Regions from separate parts of the Mus musculus genome. Here region 2 is linked to region 1. A link is a contact called in public promoter capture Hi-C data. All regions are on one chromosome and are shown on one strand. The core of a region is the stretch at or near the end of the contact, and the rest is flanking DNA. Distances in the headings are between cores, read along the strand shown. Region 1 holds the start of B4galt1 (UDP-Gal:betaGlcNAc beta 1,4- galactosyltransferase, polypeptide 1). Region 2 overlaps Nol6 (nucleolar protein family 6 (RNA-associated)).

Region 1 (7,061 bases), core at 2,388-4,887:
CCATGGCATATGGGTCTACACACCATGGCATGTGGGTCTACACACCATGGCATATGGGTCTACACACACACACACACACACACATCTTCCCTTTGAACAAATGAAGGGTATCTCCTTAAAGCACAGTTGGTCAAAAGGGGCCTCTGAGGTTTAAGTTGTCCAGTGTCCACTGCCCCCTTGAAAGATCTGTACCATCTGTCCCAGACCCCCGGCTGAATCAGCCAGTCCTGCTTCCCCAAATCAATCCAGCCTGACGTGCTGTCCCCCTTTCCACTAACACCACACCCAAAATGCCTGTGCCACAGCCAGTCAAATTTTGTCAAGCTGTGCCAAATATGAGCAGATAAAACCTTCTGGAAAAAGATAAACATTCCGGGAAAGAACCACAAGGCCATGCCTCCTCTCAGCCCGGGCAAACATTCAGAGGGCCAGAAAGGCCGGCTCACTGCTACAGCCAGTAGAGTACACAGTGACAGTTACCTGGAGGCCTGTCACAGGGCTAAAGAAAATGCCTGAAGTAACTAGAGTTCTCTGGGCAAATAGAAGACTTATCAGGCACGGCCAGCTAACCCCTGTAGCCCACAGTGGAGTAAGGAAGGATGGGACAGACAGACAGACAGAGGCTCACACTAGCCCTACAGATGAGAGGAGTGCCCACCATCACTAGGACTGCAAACAATACAGTTTGCCCCGGTTACACATATATTGCCTAAGCACAATTCCAACCTCAGTCTATCTAAAGTCCATTCAAATATTCTGACAAACCCAAAAGCAGATCTAACAGCAACCTATCAGCAGCCGGGTCTGGTCCCTTACCACCTCAAAGTCACCAGCTATCAACTGAAAAAGATCCAAGCATCTGGCTTAGACTGCTGGACACCAGAAAGCAGAGGAAAGTTGGGGAAAGGAACTGTGAGTAGTAAAAAGGCCACCGTGCTAACCCCCTAGGGGTGCTTTCTCCCACCAACCTCAAAACCACGGTCAAGGGCTTTGGCTGACACCTGCCCAGTGGAACAGATGGGCTTGACACTACACACACACACACACACACACACACACACACACACACACACAGAGTCCCAAATACACTTAAAAGTTTTCTTAAGATTCCTTCTGACCAAGAACCGCCCCCCAAAAGCTGCACCTAAGCATTCAAATCTAAGGGCTCAAATTAATAAAAACAAAACAAAACCTAACCTCCTACCCTTGTTTCTGCGATTGTGGTCTCAGCAGAAACCTAGACATCAGTCCCATGCAAGTCACATGAAGGTAGCCAGGCCAGAAGAGGCCTAGGCCTCTGGACTCCACAGTCTAAAGTGATCTCTCTCAGTAAGGTCCTTTTGAGCTGTCTATTTCAGGATGAATTGAGCAACCCACATTACCAAACCAAACTGAACAGAACTATAGTTACCACAGTCCCTCATATTTCAGCAGGAAGAACCTATACTCTGAACAACTATAAACCTGGTTTTCTCTTTGAGATAGGATCTGATGTTTGCTCAGTTTTATAATCAAGGCTTTGGGCAGGCCAGACAAGCCTTCCACCATCTGAGCTATGTCCATGGCTCTGGGGTACTTAACTAATTAATTTGTCTTTTTTCTGCATGATGCTCAGGCAACAACCAAAAATAAAAGCAAAAGGCCCAGACATTCTGTGGTCTGAGGACTCGGTCACTTCCTCCTCTTCTATGTTGTTCAGCGAGCCATCTCCGTGGAAGTCTAAGAAATCGCCACTTCACATCCTCAAACTGTATTGTTGATTACTTGCTGAGTGCCTGCCTACTCTATATACAATCTCAATTAGTCCTAAAAATAGCCCTGTGAGGTAAGCACAGACAAGTCCACTTTATACAACAGGAAGAAACACTATAACATGCTTGAAGTCAGACTAATGTTCTACTTCACTTTCCATAGAACTATTCCTGTTTCCCAAATTAACAACCAAGTCCAAAGTAATTCGATTACTCATGTTTGGCCAATTCCAAGAGGTTCCTCCCAAACTTGATGTGAAAACATTGAAGTAATTATTGGAGACATTGAGCAACAGGCTATAGGAAGGCCTGCTCTGCCAAGGCTTTCCCAGAATGAGACAGAGCTATTAGCACGCTGCCTGCCTGTCTGTCTGTGGGGAGATGGGATTCACTCTGCGAAACATTCTCTAAAACCTGGCACTACCTGTGATCTCCAGTCAAAGTTCTACCCTGGCCAGTCGCCTAGTACTGGGAACACAAACTCATATACTTGCCCCCCTGCCTGGTATCAGCTGGGCAAGTATTTCCAGGAAAGTGCAGCCCCATTGACCGGGTTAATTTTAGCCCTCCAGTCAGTCCCCTGAGTACACAGGCCCTCTGCCCCTGGAGAGGGCCCTGCTCAGTTTGGTTAAGAGGAAGCATCAGGAGGAGGAACTTGGGGTGGGAGACAGAAGGCCCCTTGGTTCAGCACCTACAAACAGGAGGAAATCCCACAATTGTAGCAACTTTCTAAGAGTTCATCCTCATTCTTTAAACTCTTAGTTACAATGTTTCATTTACTTCTTCAAAACAACTCCAAAATACGTGTGGTTTATTATCTCCATTTACCAGAAAGAAACCTTAAAGAGAAAGTTAAGTGGCTTGTTCTAAGGCGGAGTGGAGGGTGGTGGGGAGGGGAGGTGGTTTTCTCACTGTCGGTCTTGTCCTCAGAAGGTTGAAGGTTGCCGGTGTTGCTACTATAGGTAGGGAAGGTTGCAGAGCAGCCTTTTCAGTCTACTCTAAACTGACCCCAACTTCAAACTTCCTGAGTCCTGGGCCAGAACAAGGGTGTCTCCAGGGCCTTGTCTGGTGCTGGGGTAAGAGCCTGGGGGTTTCCCAACAGGGCCCCTGCCTCTTGAGACACCAGCCAACCTCTCTTTGGGTCATCCCAAAGAGGATTAAGCCCTTCTTGGGGATTATGCACTCTGATCAAAACCTGGTGGCTGGCAGTCCTGAAAGAGATCTTAGGATAATATCCCTGGAACCCTACTGAGGAAATCCGAGGAGTCCACGTCCTCAGATCCTGGGTCTTACCGAGCAGCGGGGACTCCTCAGGGCAAGCTGGCAGCGACAACAGTCCAGTGGTGGTGGGCACTGGCAACGAAGACAAGTTGCTCTTCAAGCCGGGGCCAGAAGCTGCACCAGGGCTGGAGTCGAGACCCGGGCGAGGCTTCGGGGAGACGCCTAAAGGAGGCGGCGGCCGCGCACCCCGCGGCCGCTGCTCTCCTGGGGGCTGCTTGCTGGCTGCGGCGCCGTTCGTGCCGCCCTGCAGTGTAGAGGAGACTCCGACCAACTGGGGCAGGCGGCTCAGATCGCGGCCAGAGAGGTAATAGACGAGGGTGACGCCGAGGTGCAGCGCGCAGACGGCCACGAGCAGGCGGCAGGCCCGCTGCAGGGTCGCGCCCGGCATCGCGGCGCTGCCGCCCAGGAACTGCTCACGAAACCTCATCTTCCCGCCGCGGCTTTAAGAGGGGGTGGGCTACGGCTGAGAGGACGGCCCGCCCGCAGGCCGCCCGCCAGGCGCTACCCGACCACAGCGATCGAAGGAGGGGCCGGGGGGAGGGGGCTAGGACCTAGCGCAGCACCGGCCGCCTGCGGCGGAAAGCCGACACCCCTGGCCGCGGGACTTTGGAGAGATCAGCGGGAACCACAAGCGCGGATGAGCAGGGGGCGTGGTCTCGACCTAGGGCGGGGCCTCAACCGGGTTTCGGAAGGCTGTTCGCGGAACCTGGGGGGGCGGAGTCTAAGGGGTGGGGCCGCAAAGCGGGTCTTTTTCGAGAGGGGCGGGGCATGAGGGACAAGGCTCGGAGAGGGGACTGAGGGGCGGAACCTTCAGCCGGGTTTTTCTGGCAGCTAAGGGAGGGCGGAGCTTGGGGGGCAGGCACTAAGGGGCGGGCCCTCGGGAGGTTGGGTTGCAGGGCGTCGCGACACTTGGGGACTAAACGTGGCGCTCCGCCAGCCCCACCGCAGCCTTGGGTTGAGCGGGCATCCCATACCCAGCGGCGCTCAGCTTTTCTTCCTAGCGTTCACCGTGGAGCTTAAGTCTCTCTAAACCAGCTTCTTGTTCAACGAGCTGCTCACCACTTCCTGACGTACCCAGTGACTCGGGTATGGGCCTGGGACAGCAGCTAGTGAGGACAAGAGGACAGGCGGTAGCCTTGGGATAGTGAGAAAATGGAGTGGAGAAAGGTCGTCTAGGAAACCGGCTTCGACGTCCCGCGAGGCCAGCGGACGGATTCTCTGGGGCGTTCCAAAGATCCACTTACCCTAGCTGGGTCCGCCTGCCTGTGAGGGGGCTAAAGTGGAGGAGCTGCTTATTGAGTCCTGCTAGGGAAGTGACCATCTTGCTCTACTCTTACTCCCACATAAGTGTTTGCAGGATTGGGAAACCTCAGGAACCTGCCCAACTTGGTTCTAGGTGCAACATGGCCTCTAGTGCATGCCACATGGAGATGACACATGCTTGTTGGGATGAGACTGGCAGAAAACTGCATTAATTCCTAAGCCTGCGTACAGAACAGCCCGTTGTACACAGCGCTGGAACACAGTCCCCATTTAACAGAATACTGGAATCTAGGCGCGGTCGTGAACACCTGTAATCCCAGACTCTGGTTGCGGAGACAGGAAGAGCCAGAGTTTGGAGCCAGCCCAGACTATGTAGTAAACAAAGATTTCAGTGCCTTGGAGTGAATAAGAATGAATGGCCTGTAAAATCTCACAGCTGATAAGCTGTGGAACTCAGGGCTCCTAAAAACTTTGTCACTGCGCGTTCCTTTACCTAACCTTGTTGATCTGAAAGTGGAAGCTGGAAGATTTAAGCACTTGAAGTCTTGACCCCGAGGCCTCAGACCCATTTATCCTTGAATGTGATGAGAACCTTAAGATGGGGAATGCTAATTCTAGCTACTCCTATGTTTGGAGAGTTTGTTGTTAACCAATATATGCCATGTAATAGGGGTTGTTAACTGTCTCCGATTCATCGATGAGAAAGCAGGCTGAGTGACATTTGGTTGCAATCATAGAAAGTATTTAAAAAAAAAAAAACCACTTGGGAGGCAGGTGCATTTCTGAGTTCGAGGCCAGCCTGTTCTACAGAGTGAGTTCCAGGACAGCCAGGGCTACACAGAAAAAAAACCTGTCTCGAAAAACAAAAGCAAAAACAAACCAAAAAAAAAAAAAAAAAAAGAAAGAAAGAAAAGAAAGTATACTGCTCATCAGGTGACTTCCTGACCGACCCTCTCTGGCCCCTCGCCTCCCTTGGTGAGGTCCTGAGGCTGTGGTCCCTGCGGCTCTTTTATGTCTATGTTCCTTAGGTGTGGTTCTATTATCTATAAGCTGATAACACAAAACTTTGTGGATCCAACCCACATCTCTTCCCTAACCCTCCACCTTCCAGTATCATCTCAGCCAAATGAGTCCCGCACACAGTAATCTAACCCCTCCATCCCACTCCCGTCCTCATCCCCCTCAGAAAGAGGCGTTATTGTTCTTCCAGTTCCCCAACACCAAAACCTGTTCTGGAAAAGACCCATTTGGACTACCCCATAACTCCTGAAAAATCTGCACAACCTACTTGTGGTTTGGTTTGGTTTGGTTTGGTTTGGTTTGGTTTGGTCTGAGATTAGGGTCTCTCTGCATAGCCCAGGGTGGTCTTAAACTTGGCATCTTCCTGCCTCAACCTCACAAATCTGACACTATAAGTAGGCCTCCATTATCATGACCAGGAATATCTGTGAGCATCCCTCTGCCTGCCTGCCTCTTTCTTTCTTTCTTTCTTTCTTTCTTTCTTTCTTTCTTTCTTTCTTTCTTCCTTCCTTCCTTCCTTCCTTCCTTCCTTTCTTTCTTTCTTTCTTTCTTTCTTCCTTCCTCTTCCTCTTCCTCCTCCTCCTCCTTCTTCTTTTCTTTCTTTTCAACAGGAGCTCACCCTAATAGCCTAGGTTAGCCTAACTGGCCTTGAACTCTCAACCTTCTACCTCAGCCTCCCAAGGGCATGGATTGTAGGTATGAGTCGCCACACCTAGATCCCAGAAATGGTTATCTCAGTATATGAAAAGAAAAAGGAAACCTTTATTGCTAAGTCATTGTAGAGGACAAAGTCAAGAATTATCTTCTGAGAGTTGGTCAGGGTAAAGAACAAACTCCACCATCCTATGCTAGCAGGGAAATTTTGCTTGGGAGTGAGCTATGCTGAGGCATGAGCTCCACATCTGAAAAATGAGCAGAGGAAAATGGAGACAAAGCTTTCTAGCTACAGATGATGGCCAGGAGACAGGAGAAGAGTGCTAGGGCCACAGATATATCCCACAACCCTTTCGGCCTGAAATAGGGGCGGGGGCGGGGGGGGGGAATAACACCTGCTGATTGTCTGTTGATTGGGATGACAAAGAACCCATCAAGGACTAAGCCTTTTTTATGCCTGCCAGTTTACATTGCTGTCACACCCCAGTAGATGAGGAGAACAGAGGACAGTACCTGGCACACAGCAGGCAGTTATTTCACAGGTCTATAACTCCCAACTCCCAAGCAGCTTGACAGCAGTTCTCCACCTCGGCTGGCAGTTCTGATTCCCGTAGTAATAACCCGGCACTAGCACAGTTGCAAATTTCAAAACACCTTCACACAGTGCTTCTCCAAGCTCTTGTGTGTGCCCTGGAAATCGGTGCTAGTAGAGGCTGGGAGCTCATAGGGCCCAGCTAGGTTGAGTAATGAGACCTTCCATCTCGACCCCCTCCCCAAAGGCCTTTCCATGTAATGACTTAGCCTGGCAACTGTTCAGGTTTTCCTCACAATGTGGAGAACACGTTCCAAAAAGGTCCCCAAACAGAGGAACATTTCCTAAGACACAGCCTTAAACCACTTCTTTTTAACATTTTTATCACGTGTGTGTGTGTGTGTGTGTGTGTGTGTGTGTGTGTGTGTGCAAACATGTCACAAGTGTTTGAAGTTCACAGTACAACTTTCAGAAGTCAGTTCTCCCACTGTGGGATCTGAGGAGGGAATTCAGATCATTGGGTTGGGATGGGAAGGACTTTTACCTGCTGAGCCACTTTG
Region 2 (7,061 bases), core at 2,493-4,992, 270 kb after region 1:
CTCTACAGCCTGTACCAGGCCTTCACCCAGCACAGCAAAGTCCTCCAAGATTGCTTCTATGTTGGGCAACATCACAAGCTCCCCACCTTGAGACACCACCATGCGTCCCTTTATGCTGGAGGCCTGAAGAACCAGAGAGCAAATTTGAGTTGAAGTGTCACAAAGGCATACCATGAGCTGCAGGGTTAGGGCAGTGTCAATCGATATATGAGCTCCATACATACACTTGACCCAGAGCCACCCAGTGAACCACATGTACACAGCTGGCAGCACAAGACAGGGTCACTGGCCAGCATACCTTAAAGGGCTGGGGCTGGAAGCTGCTGGGCTTCCAGAGGACACCAATCACCTCTCCACCATGCTGGTCATAGAAGAAGAGAGCCAGATCTTCAAAGGCCTCCTAGAAAGGACAGAATGGAATCAAGATTGCCCGATGACCTCCTCCAGGGCTGCAGCTCCACAGAACACTCCCCAGGCCAGCCAGTCCTGTAAGAACTTACCCGGAGCTGTGCCAGATAGAGCTGAGGGGGGTCATAGCCCAGGACAGGCATCAGAGACGAAGGCCCTGGCTCAGCGAGCAGACCACGGCAGAAGGAAGCAACTGGAGGGTCTACAGCTTGGCGGTGCCGGGGAATGTGGCGGGGAGTCAGGTGGATCAGCACATCATACATGTCGAAGGGTGGCCGGAACACGGTCTACGGAAGCCTTTGAGTTACCCTTCCACGTACTCATTCCCAGGCATCCAGCCATCCACTATAGGCCGTATGCCCCAGGAACACGAGAACAGCAAACCCCAGGGAGAACAGCCAGGGCCAGCTTGAGTCCAGAAGGATGCCCAGGATTCCCACCAGGCTTCACTACCAGGCACCATGGCAGCTTCAAAGCCTTCTCCATATGCAGTCTCACCAAACAGAGCGAGCAACTAGGCATCGTGAGAAGGTTCCCTGAACTGCAGACTTCGGGCCCTGGGAGTTACTGAGTCAGATCCTTACCCTGATGTCCCCAGGCCCCCGGGGATCCATCAGCTGCTTCTCTAGGATAGGGAGGGCTTCAGCCGCCAGGCTCACGAGCTGCTGAAGGATCTGGAACACAGAAAAATCACACCAAGACTGACCATGCTTCTGGCTTAGGTTGGGCCTACTTTCTTCTTTGAGTAAAATAAGTAAGTAAGTAAACAAATAAATAATTTAGGGACAGGTAAGGGGTAGAACCTGGGCTGAGGGTCCATCCTGTGTCCACACAGAGCTTCTGCGGTCCTGGGGGGTAATGATGACCATGACTGGGAGTTGTGTTCGAGCTGCCAGGAAACTACTTCGAATCCCCACCTGTTCCTCAGCTGGAGATGACAGGGGAGGCTACGTCAGCCTCCCTAAAAGACCTTGGTCTTTCCACCGTGTGTGTACCCAGCAACTGCCCATCACAGGGATTTTCCAATACCCTCTCCCAAAGAACAAAGGTTATGAAAGGGACACCACATTCGAGTTAGTGGGGTGGGGTGTTTATCTCCCAGCTTCAGCCCCGAGGCAGAGTTTTCCACTGCTGGTCACCCCCAGACTAGTCCCTGGCCTGCCGAGGCCTGCCCAAGGCTCTCACACACCTGGTGGAGAATTAGGAACCTGACACCTTGCTCTCTGCTGGGACCCAAGAGCTCCTAAGGTTACAATGGGAAACCAACAATCCCACCTCCCAGGTGCAGGCACAGTCTAACTTCCTGGCTCCCCACACAAGACTCTCACCTAGAATTCAAGAAGCTTTCCTTTGCTCTCCCCTTGCTCCACAGCCCTGAGTAGTAATTTTATCATGGACCACATAGGCAAAGCTCTCTAAGCCAGACTTGATATAGCCTCTGCCTCTTCCATCTGACAATTCTCTTCCCCAAGACAGACCATTAGGCTTAGACATCTGGGATCTAGGAGGCTTCCTGGACGAACTCACAGGGTGTTCACCTGCTTACTGTGCCATCTACACAGGGAAGTTCTTCCAGTGGTCTGACCTGAGTCCTACCACTTACCAGTCAGCTCACCGTTGAGGTTGACAATGAGAGGGTTGTTCTTCCAATCAAAGGTAGATACCAAGTAAAGGAACCGAAGAAAGCCAACCTGTGGGACGCTGAGCAGATAGAAAGAGAAAGAATCTGAGGCCTGATGTCCCCAACCCCTCAGTGAGAAGCATCTGAAAACACCCTCTATCGTGTACTCGCCACCCTCCCCCAGTTAGAATAAAGACTGCATCACTTAGAGCAACTTCCCGAGCGAGGAAAGCATCCAGGTCATTACCTGGGAGGGGTGAAGGGCTCAGGGTGCAGGAAGAGTGAAGCGGCCAGCAGATCCAGGCTCTCGTCAGTGAAGCCCTCACCCAGAAGCTGGGCACGCACCCACCGCTTGGCCAGGCGAGCCACCCCCGAGTAGGCTGGGTACTGCTGCTGGAGTCTGGGGGAGGAAGCCTTGGCAGTGAGACCTGGGAACTCAGAGAGACCCACATAGGGATGGACCTACCGCCAGTCGCTCGGCCTCTGCCCAGCACTGCCCACATGGGGTACACATCTCCCATGCTCTCCTAGCAAACGCCCGGAAGTTATTACTAATGTTACTACCAGTTCACAAGGGAGGTATTATGCTGCCTGGCCTCCAGAGAATCTGGTAGCCAGGTAAGCAGAATGGGGGCAGGAGGCCTACATCCAAGAAGAGCTCACGAATGTAACCTTACCCATGCAGGGCACTGGTGAGCAGAGGCAACAGCTTGGTGTCTCTCTCAAGGCGGAGGGAGGCAGGTGTGTCTCTCAGGGAGACCATGCCCTCGGGGCTCCGCACCTCTTTCAGGATCTGTGGCTCCCGCTGATAGGCCACTCGAATCCTAAACACGAACCCATCCTGTGGAGAGATGTGGCAAAGGAAATGAATGTCAAGAGCACTTGGGGGTGCGCTGCCACCTGGATCCCTGGCCCCGCAGACCACGACCGACAGTTATCTTCCTGTAGCCCCTGATGTCCCTGGAGCCTGTTCTGTGGTGATCTCTCACCCTGTAGCAGCCTAACCTTGAGGACATCCGTGTGTGTGGCAGTGGCGCAGCACTGTAGTCTATGCTCCTGGGTCAGCACCTCCGCCAGGCGCAGCTGGAAGGCGGCTCGGACCCGCTGCACCGCTTCTGCATCCTGAGGCCACTGCCCGCTGCCCTCCAGGTGACAAACCACTGAAGAACAGAAGGGGTGAGAGATCTGATTCCGCAGCCTGCTGCCTTCCCCACTCTCTCCCAAGGACCCTCTTACCAGTCATAGGCTCCACATAGGCTGGGCAGGGCTTATCCGGCCGGGGCAACAGTGAGGCCAGCTCTTGGAGGCGGTTATAGAAGGAGTAGGCAGGACGGACTGGAGCTGGAGGGAAAACCTGTGGAAGACAGGACAGTGACTTTGAGAGGGAGGGACAGCCCAGAGATGGGAGGATGGGGCAGGTGTGAGTGGGGGCACTAACCATAAAGGACTCCCTGCCCCCCTGCACCTTACCTCTGTGTAGCGCAGCACTGGGTGAGCCCCCTGAACGGCAGACACAGTAAGTGGGAGACCCTCCAGCCCCCAGAGCAGGCGGCTGAGGTCATCATAGCAACGCACAGCCAACGCCAAGGCCTCCTCACCCGTGCTGGAGATCTGATGAAGAGAAGACACTCAGGAGGAAGTCTGGGTCTTAAGAAACCCCAGCACCACCTTGGATGCTGCCATGATTCAGGCTATGGCAGGACCGGGGCGCCCCCTGCTGGACACTAGGAGATGCAACCTGGCTAGGGTAGAAAGGGTTCTCCATCCAGTCTTGCCATAGCACTAACTACCCCGCAATCACTGGCTTAGACCCCAGGCTCTTACCTCTTTGGGGTTTTGGATCAATGCATCAAGGAAGCCACCCACATACTGGATACAGGTGTCTGGGATGTCAGCATGGCTGAAGAACACAGATACAATGAGGGTGTCAGGGGCTATGCCTACCGAAAATGGCTGCCCTGACCACAGCAGCCTCCTGGTGTGAAGACGCTGATACTCACAGTGCTAAGAGGTGGGTGACCACCTGATGAGGAATAAGACGCTTCTCAAACAAAGATTCTGCCTCCCAGACCACAGCTTCCCGGATGGCTCCGTCCTGGAAACGCCTGAGCTCTGAGCGGGTCCCCCAGAACTGACGGAAATCAGCAGCCTGGAGAGAAGCAAAGGATGGGAAGAGAGGCCAAGAAAGAATGAGCTGGGGCGTAGCTCAGTGATAGAGGGATGGACTAATAACGTGCCCAAAGCCCTGAGCTCAATCCCAAGCACTGCAGACAGGCCTCAACTTAGGTATCGTGAGGAAGCTCCACCCACTCCTCCCCACGGGCAGGCTGGGGTTTCACACCTCAGGCTTGTCAGCCTCTGGGCCAAGATCAATAACACTGGTCAGTCCCTCGGGCCGGAAGAGAAATCCCAGGGTCAGGGTCCCAGCGTCCTTGTGCTTCGGGGGATCTTGGTTGATACTCCACTGTAGGATGTAAACAGGTTGATGTCAACCCAAAGGCCCCAAGCCTGCTGGAGGCTAACCAGCTGGGCAGCACGCTGTGGGTCCCTTTGGACCCTATATCCAGCCAACTTCCCAGTCTACAGGGTCTCACCTCTGGGACTGGGGGCCGAGAGTGAGCCAGCAGATGCAGCCGGCACCCCAGACCCTGCACCAAAATGTTGGTTAGTGGGCCCAGAGCGGCTGAAACGTAGTCCCCTCCGTTATCCTGCAGCTCTGGCCAAAGCTTTAGCTGGTGACAGGATGCCTGCAGGCGACTCAGTGGATGGAGACTGGAGGGTACAGGGCAAAGGGGACCAATGAGAACCCACTAGGTCCGTGACTCCTCCTCCCTTGTGACCCTACACCACCCCAAACTCACTGGACAACGTGGTCAAAAGCCTGGATCATGGGTTTGGGAGTCATCAACAGCAGCTGAAATCCATCGTCAGCTTTGCTGTCCAGCAACGCCATAGACAGTTCTGCCTCGTACTGCACCTGGGCACAGGATGAGGAGGAAACACAGCTGTAACCCTCGCTGGCTGAAAGGCTCGCAGCCCGGGTCTACTTCTGCCGTTCTGGCACAGGCACGGCAGCCTGAGCGGAGACGTATGGAGGATCCGGGAGTAGGAGGACCTGTTGGTACCTGGTTGTAAGTGGAAGCTGTAACATCGGCACAGAGGTTGAGGCGGCCTGATGGGTCCACAAACACAACCGCGAAAAGCTGGTGGAATTCAGCCAGGGTGGGCTGGAGGGGCAGAGAGAAGCCAATCAGGGTTGAGGTCTACCTGCAGGCCCATTAGCACATACCTGCCCACGTTACTTAACTCACCAAGGAGGGATCTGAGCTGAGAGAGAAACTGATTCCATTGATTGTCAGATCGGTAGTGGCTGGAGTGAACCAGAGAAAGGTAGGTATTGTATTAGAAGGTCCTTTTGGGACCTGGCCACAGCGATACCCTCCCTGCCTCCCTCAGCCTGGGTGGCTACAACTGCCTGCCTCAGACTCAGTTTTCTCCTCTGTCTGGTGACAAGAAACTAACGGAGCTCTGGTGGAATAAGAGAACCCCCGGGGACAAGCGGAACCCCTGGCCTGTCCACTCTAGTTACCTTACCCAGAAACTGCAGGACACTTCTCAGGACCTGGTAGCCGCTCATGGTGGTATGGATCTTTCGTTTAGATACCAGGAAGGCAACCAGCATGGAGATGATGAATCCGTTAAATCCACCCAGGCCCTGAAAGAGAAGCATGACTGGACTGAGCTCAGGAGCAACCCTTCCCACAAAGAGGCGAGGAAACCAGGCCACCCACAACTCACCTTGTCCAGTTCCCGCTGCCTCAGCCAAACCTTCAGAAGTGCCACGCCATCCTTCAGGCCCTGGGCAGAGCCCAGCACACTTGCCAGCAAGTGCATGTGGGTCTCCAGAGCTACATCCTGCAGGATCCAGGTGTTATAGTGGGGGGTAGGCGGCTCTACGCAAACAAATGGAGACTATTAGAAGAGAAGGCTCCACCAAACCCCTGCCCACCAACACATTTCAGCACCAGTGCCTGCTCACCGTAATCCGGACAGCTCTGCCCTCGGTACCAGGCAGAGCGCACATTGTTCTTAGTTGGCAGCAAGCGGCAGGGACGGAAGAAGTCCAAGGGAGGGCAGGGAAGCAGGCGCACAGTAACTAGGCGCTCATCCTTCCCTGGGTAGAGACATGGAGTAGTGAGATTCTACAACTCCTAAAATCTGAGTGGGTCCCCTTAGCACCCCCTCATACTTGGGCACCCATGACTTCTGACCTCCTGGCCTCGAGGCTTCCAGACTTGAAGACCTCATGGCCCCCTCCAGATTTACCATCCCATACTGTGCACTAAGCCCAGAGAGTGACTCCCACCATGTGGCCGCAGCAGCAGCGAGGGCTTCAGGTGGCATCCACTCATGTAAGAGAAGCGTACGCTGCTGAAGAGGGGATCCTGGGCCAGGTGGTAAGCTAAGTGGGCCAGGTAAAGGGCTCGCTTGCGGAAGTAACGCTGGTTCAGCCCGTCTTTGTCCTGTAAGATTTCCTGGAGGAATCAGGGAAGAGAGAAGGTCAGACACATAAGTGTTCATGGAACTGGGGACTAGGTCAAAGCTAGGCTTAAGTCCCAGGAAGAACACACCCAATATTCAGACAAAGGGCACAAAGTCCCAAAGGGACCCTTTGCTGATCCTCTAATAGCCCCCAAACCATGGGCCTTACCCTGGGCATGGTCACTGCCACGTCCACATTGATATCTGGTCGCATACAAGTATCCAGAAGGTAGCTACCCACAACAGTGATCTGGGATGGAGGCCGGAAGCGGAAGGAGCCCTTCACGGCATAGGGCACTTGGTGGAGGGGCACTCGGACCCCAGCTGGGAGCCATGACTGGTCAGTGAGCTGTGGGGACAGACGCAGGAAACATATGGATTCTATCACCTTCCTCACAAAGGTGATAGAATCTAATACGTAGTAGATAGCATGCCAGTATGTTAGAAACTATAACTCACAATCTTCCACAAACGCCTTCTCCCTCTGTGA

Evidence for each region. Promoter capture Hi-C pulls out the DNA fragments that hold promoters and counts their contacts.
Region 2: a promoter capture Hi-C map of neural stem cells shows a contact between it and region 1. The contact joins the enhancer-like site here to the promoter of B4galt1 in region 1. A contact is called at or near these places in 5 of 39 promoter capture datasets (cranial neural crest, erythroid cells, fetal liver and 2 more), 2 of 484 Hi-C or Micro-C datasets (embryonic fibroblasts and hematopoietic stem and progenitor cells) and 4 of 115 datasets of contacts at active chromatin or transcription factors (the SCID.adh cell line, bone marrow-derived macrophages, embryonic stem cells and 1 more).

Annotation. Positions count from the first base shown.
Region 1 is chr4:40,850,347-40,857,407 of GRCm38.p6, forward strand. B4galt1 (UDP-Gal:betaGlcNAc beta 1,4- galactosyltransferase, polypeptide 1) reads right to left here and starts at 3,638. Exons shown (of 6, transcript NM_022305.5): 1 at 3,045-3,638. The coding sequence starts at 3,459.
Region 2 is chr4:41,115,384-41,122,444 of GRCm38.p6, forward strand. It overlaps Nol6 (nucleolar protein family 6 (RNA-associated)), which reads right to left. Exons shown (of 26, transcript NM_139236.3): 4 at 6,741-6,920; 5 at 6,396-6,564; 6 at 6,069-6,203; 7 at 5,828-5,982; 8 at 5,624-5,744; 9 at 5,341-5,399; 10 at 5,155-5,256; 11 at 4,891-5,006; 12 at 4,624-4,801; 13 at 4,371-4,493; 14 at 4,030-4,178; 15 at 3,854-3,929; 16 at 3,500-3,640; 17 at 3,266-3,383; 9 more. Among named protein-coding and RNA genes, the nearest start is that of Nol6, 5.4 kb to the right of the region's middle. Within about 2 kb of position 3,743, at least 15 of the 459 cell types and tissues checked have an H3K27ac peak or open chromatin away from gene starts, as enhancers often do. A contact at or near this core is called in neural stem cells, where this site is marked.